2 separate regions of the Mus musculus genome follow, and region 2 is linked to region 1. Evidence: chromatin contacts called from public HiCAR-type data. All regions are on one chromosome and are shown on one strand. The core of a region is the stretch at or near the end of the contact, and the rest is flanking DNA. Distances in the headings are between cores, read along the strand shown. Region 1 has its middle 110 kb from the start of Speer4f2. Region 2 has its middle 82 kb from the start of Cd36.

Evidence for each region. HiCAR-type assays count read pairs that join an accessible place to other places.
Region 2: a HiCAR-type map of fibro-adipogenic progenitors shows a contact between it and region 1, with 6 times the contacts expected there. The contact joins two enhancer-like sites. A contact is called at or near these places in 2 of 115 datasets of contacts at active chromatin or transcription factors (fibro-adipogenic progenitors and kidney).

Annotation. Positions count from the first base shown.
Region 1 is chr5:17,261,278-17,263,984 of GRCm38.p6, forward strand. No RefSeq gene overlaps it. Among named protein-coding and RNA genes, the nearest start is that of Speer4f2, 110 kb to the right of the region's middle. Within about 2 kb of position 1,389, at least 14 of the 459 cell types and tissues checked have an H3K27ac peak or open chromatin away from gene starts, as enhancers often do. A contact at or near this core is called in fibro-adipogenic progenitors, where this site is marked.
Region 2 is chr5:17,752,452-17,755,158 of GRCm38.p6, forward strand. No RefSeq gene overlaps it. Among named protein-coding and RNA genes, the nearest start is that of Cd36, 82 kb to the right of the region's middle. Within about 2 kb of position 1,305, at least 14 of the 459 cell types and tissues checked have an H3K27ac peak or open chromatin away from gene starts, as enhancers often do. A contact at or near this core is called in fibro-adipogenic progenitors, where this site is marked.

The DNA.
Region 1 (2,707 bases), core at 139-2,638:
GACTGATAGTGAAGCAGAAGCCAGAGGCTGGACCCAAACCATTGACTTATTCCAATGAACATTTTTATGTAAAGCTGCTTGGGGCATTGTGTTTTGAGTATGTGACGGTCATTAACCATGTTACTGATACAAGTTCAGAATCCCAACCTGATATGCTAATATCTAGGTTCAACTTACAAAGTTCTGATCTGTGTTCTGTCTGCAAACAGCACTGTGCCCCAATATGGAGTAAAAATTTTCCAGGAAAGGCAATGAGTTAGGCCAAGGAAAACAAAGTAGTAGTGGACTTGCTGGCATTAGGACTGCTACCCCAATGGTTATTTCTGTTGTTAACACTCCAGTGACCCTCTAGTTATTATTCAGGATGTGATTTTGAAATATCACAATAGAGGGGAGAAATGCTGAAAAACTTGATCCCCACCCTTTTCTTGTTTGAAATTTGTCTAAAGTGATCTTAAATCCTGCATTGAATTGATGTGCAAGATCATGGCTGAATGATAATGAAAACACAGTAGCAAGATATTGAACATGGACAGTGTGTAGCTGGGTCCTTCATGTGTGCCCTGTCTATAACATGGTATCTCTCAAGTGCCTGACATAATAAACTTTTTACATATAGAAAAGAGAAGCTGGAAGAGTAATATATAACAGGTTAAAACAGTTGGCCTTGAGAAATGATATCTATGGAAATGGACAGTGTAATAATATTGTAGGCATTAACAGACTGAATTCTTTTCCCTTAAATTCTAAAGAGTAATATGACTTTTTAGAAGTATGTGTATCACTTTGATCAAATTCTAAATTCCATTTATTCATGAACTGTGAATGAAAATGCCAGTCTGGGGATTCCTATCTAAAAAGTTAAGTTTCTGTGCCTTTGATTTCTCATTTTACCTTTAATATGCTTTGCTTTTCTTATTTTTTTCTTTCAATGCTTAACTTGATACATAATAATCTACAAAAGGGCCAAGAATTTTTAGTCATTTACTTTTAACAGATGTCTTTGGCTTGGTTTGCCAACGGTCCACCCAGGAATCCTGACTCATTGGAGCTGGGTGGAGATCTTCTGAGCTAAGGGAAACCTTTCCTTGGATGTCATGACTCCTGCAGTTAATAATCAACATCCAATCATGCTACATTTGCTAAGCCCAGAGGCATGGAGGTTATAATATCCAATATTTTCACAAGCATGGTTGTGTTTATGAGTGGCTATATTTCAATTGTAGCTACCTCAAATTCTTTTCCTTACTTTTAGATCAACTTCCAAATCTGCATACTCTCAAAAGCTCATTCTTCGAAAAGGCACTGTGAAATATGTTTTTTGCTATGGCGTTTATTGTGAGAACTTCAAGCCTTTAGTCCAACTGTGGAGATGGAAGACGGAAGCTGATGTTGGACTTGGCAGATCTGCTACCCCTCCTCTCACATCACTTCCCAGGGGGTGTGCTTGCCATGTCCTAACTGGTCAAGTATGCTTTCCAGCACACCATTTGAGTAGAGTTGAATTAAATGTGTTATTCACCAACAATCTTCAAATATCTTGGAAATCAGAGCAATTTTCTGTTTGGAAAACACTTGCTGTGTGTCACATTAACAAGAATACATGGATTGACAAGAAAGGTAAAATCCATTAAGTCTATTTACCATTTCAATTAGATAACCACAGCCCTTTCAGGAAAACAAAGAAAATCTCCCAAGTAAACAAAGAAACAAAGTTCAGAATTGGAACTGAAATGAATCCCCTCCTGCTTCTGTCTTTCTTAGGAAACTCACCACCCTTATGAACATTTTCTTTTCCTAGATTCAGCCAAAAAGTATTTTTTTCCTGTTGATAAATTTGACATCTAAGTGGAATCAGTGGCCTGTGAATTCTATTATTCATTTGTAATAGAAATGTCAGGTGTCAGTTCTTGCTACTGAAAAACTAATCCAAAGTACTGGAAATAGAATAATAGATAGCCTCAAAAGAAAATCAGCAATTATTGCATTAAGGGGATGACAGTGAAGAAAATTATTGTTATTCTGTTTTTTAAGAATACAGATAGCAATATCCCCATTATGTACACAAGACTGTAACATTTGAAATTCTTTTTACAAGGACATGTGGAAAGCACAGTTTGTGGAATGGACATTCAATAATATTAATTCACTTCATCTTCAAACAGCTGGAAATGTTATTGTTACAATTCAGGTATGTTGTCACATAAACAACCATATAACTTTAAGAGGAATAAGGTGATTGAGCCAAGGCTAGCAGCATTGGAATAAAAGGAGAAATTTAAAGGCAATGTCTCAACTATGAACCTCTTTGTTTAAATATTGTTGGTTAATATTGTTTTATTAATAAGCTATTTTGCAACAGCCAAATATTCAGTTACTTAAGTATTTCCTAATTTGAAAAATTAAATCTGAACAAAGAGAAGTAAAATATAACATCATTAAAAATATCTAAATTTTTTAGTAATTTTCAACACTAACAAACAATTAGATTAGTGAGTACTTTGTTCATTGAAAGCTTGCGTTTGATTCTCAGCACCCACATAGCAAGCCAAGGTGTAAGGCAGTTGTAATCCTAGTGCTCCTAGCTTTGGCATAGAGAGATTCTTGGGGCTTAATGAACAGGCAGCCAAGCATAACCAAGGAGCTCCAAGACCCAAGGAGACTCAGCTTCAGAAATGGTGGTAGGCGGTTCCAGGGGAACCACACC
Region 2 (2,707 bases), core at 55-2,554, 490 kb after region 1:
CCATGCCAGTTTCCTCAACACACTCTGACCATAGTAGGTGAGTAGGAACCTTTCTCCTTTTTGTGTCTTCCAAAACTGGGTCCTTCTCAGCTGAGTCATTTCAAGAACAGAGTTCACCAGACTATTGTACGTTAGTTGATGTTTTCTTTAAGTGTAGAAATATAAGAAAATCTGGCCCCTAGGTAATCAGACCACCTTTAATTAATTTATTATTTTTAAAAAGGAAATTATACCTTATTAGGTGTCTCTTATCTTGCAACTTCTCCATTTAGAGGGGCTCTTTAGCGATCATGTCAAGCAACTTAAGTACTTGGCTGGTGAAGAAAACAGGTTAACTGCTTTCAGTCTAGACAAAGTAACTGAGTTGAACTTGATAGTAGTGTGTTCAGCTGATGAACCTGTGACCTGCTTAAGTTAACCAAGCACAGATTCTCCTGAGCTAAGTCTACAGGGGAATCAGCACAAAATGTGGGTGATGGTCAGCTTCAGCATCCATATTAATGCAAGCCAAAGAATCAGCAGTTCCCTACTGGAAGCATGCACATGGCTGTGTGATCCGGTCTGTAGCAACGTCATTAGGAGAACCTTTTCTATGTACTACACTGATACTTATCAGTGGCAGAATAATCTAGCAGTAAAGTAACGTTACACTCTGAACTCTCCACCCAGCATCACAGCTCGATGCCCATCTCCCTTCCCTTCCTTCTTTGATAAGTATTGTCATACAGCAAGACTATCCCCTGGCTCAAATTCTTCAGCGTTGGGTAGGCTTTTACTATCAAGGAGAAATGGTCATTGGAAATAGTACTCAGACCATCAGTAGAATAGTGTCTCTAACAATTTACACTTAATTGTGTTCAACATGAAGTAAGTCTTGATGAATTAGAAAGCTTCCTTGTTACCTTAAAATATTTTTACTTTGTTTCTTAATCTCATGAAAAGTTAACATTCTTGGAGTTCCATTTAGTGGGGTCCTCACCCATTTAGCAATAGCTAAAGAAAATTATGGGTGTGACCCTATGCAACAGAATGAAACAGAAATGAAAAATTCTAAGTCTTGGCTGTGTATAGAAAGCTTGGGGATTTAGGAAGTTATCCGCTGTCATTCTACACCCTTAGCCCGTTGCACTCCTTAGTTCAGAAATGCTGAAAGGTTTTCTTGTCCAGCACAGATGTTAATCGCTGTTGGCAGTGAGAGATATCCAGGAATTCTGGGCTGGACTTGTAATTCTCCAAGTCCCTCAGCCTGATGCAATGCCACTAAGGATTCATGACTCAAGAAGATGATGAAGAAGTTGGCAGGATCCAGATCACATTCAAACCAGGGGGAAAATGGCTCAGGTGGGTGTGCCTGACCATGAGGTGTGTGCTATGCTGCACGTGCCACAAAGAACTTATGGGAACAGAGCCACGGGATGCTCCTGAGACCCAAGGCATCAAGCTGAGTCACGTATACACAGAGAGGAGGACAGTTAGGTCAGGGAGAATTGAATTGTGAGCCAGAGATGTTTGGTAATAATAAATAGAAATTCATACCAGGCACGACAGCAGCATTTATCACACTTTCAGCATTTGGAAATGCTTGCTGTTAGTATGATTATTATAGCTCTGACCAGAAATCCCACTGTTTGCATATGGTACACTCATGTTCTTACAATACTTCCCAGAGCTCTGTCTTCTTTTTGGCATACAGCGAGAGTATCCCCTGGCTCAAATTCTTCAGCGTTGGGTAGGCTTTTACTCTCAGGGAGAAAAGTTAAAAACAATAAATTGACACTTTAAAATTACTTGCTATGTGCAGGAAACACAGGTAAAATGCATAGAGGACTCTGTTTCAAGATCCACAACATGCAATTTAGATGTGAGTGAACCCAATTGGTGTGCTAAAGTGATTTAGATTATCTAAAAAATTATTTCAATTGAAAATAATAAGAAATTTGTTTAAGGTTGGTAGCATGTTGTGTTGCTCTGCAGTAAGCAACTTATCGTCAGGAAGGTGCCTTGAAGCACCCTAGGTTCTTCTGACACAGGGCAGGGTCAGCATTGACCACCATGCTATACCCTCATGGGCTGACAAGAGTCAAACCATATTGCTTTGAAGTTGTACATTTTAACCAGTCTTTGTTTATCCCTGTTCTTTGCCTATAGACAAAAAAAAAATATATTTTTTTCTTGGCTTTCTGTTCTCAGCTTTTTAAATTGCACCTCAAAGTTAAATCACAGTGTTTGACTTATTCACTTAAGACAATGACTTCCAGGTTTATTGGTGATATTGCAAATGGCATACGTCCTTTTGGTAAGGCCCAGCTCTGTTACACTGTAGCAATCCCACCTCCACAGCTACTTAACCTATTTCTTTATCATTGTTCTTGTGGGCAACATTGCAATAAACAAAAAGACTGCCTTTCTATGTTTAATTCAAGTTCAATTATTTTAACTAATGTATTAAATACAAAATTTCATGGAGTTAACTTTACTGTTCTCTCAAATGAATCATCTTGGCAATGACAGACTTATACATACTTAACAGGTATCAATTGATATTTTGATCCATATATTCATTGTGCAAAACTTATATCAGGTTAAACACATCTGACTCTTAAACATTATAATTGTTATGCTGATTCCATTTAGAACCAGTTCTTATAACTGTGAAGCTACCACTGTGATTTTTTTTTGATCCAGATGATAAGAATAGCATGTCAAA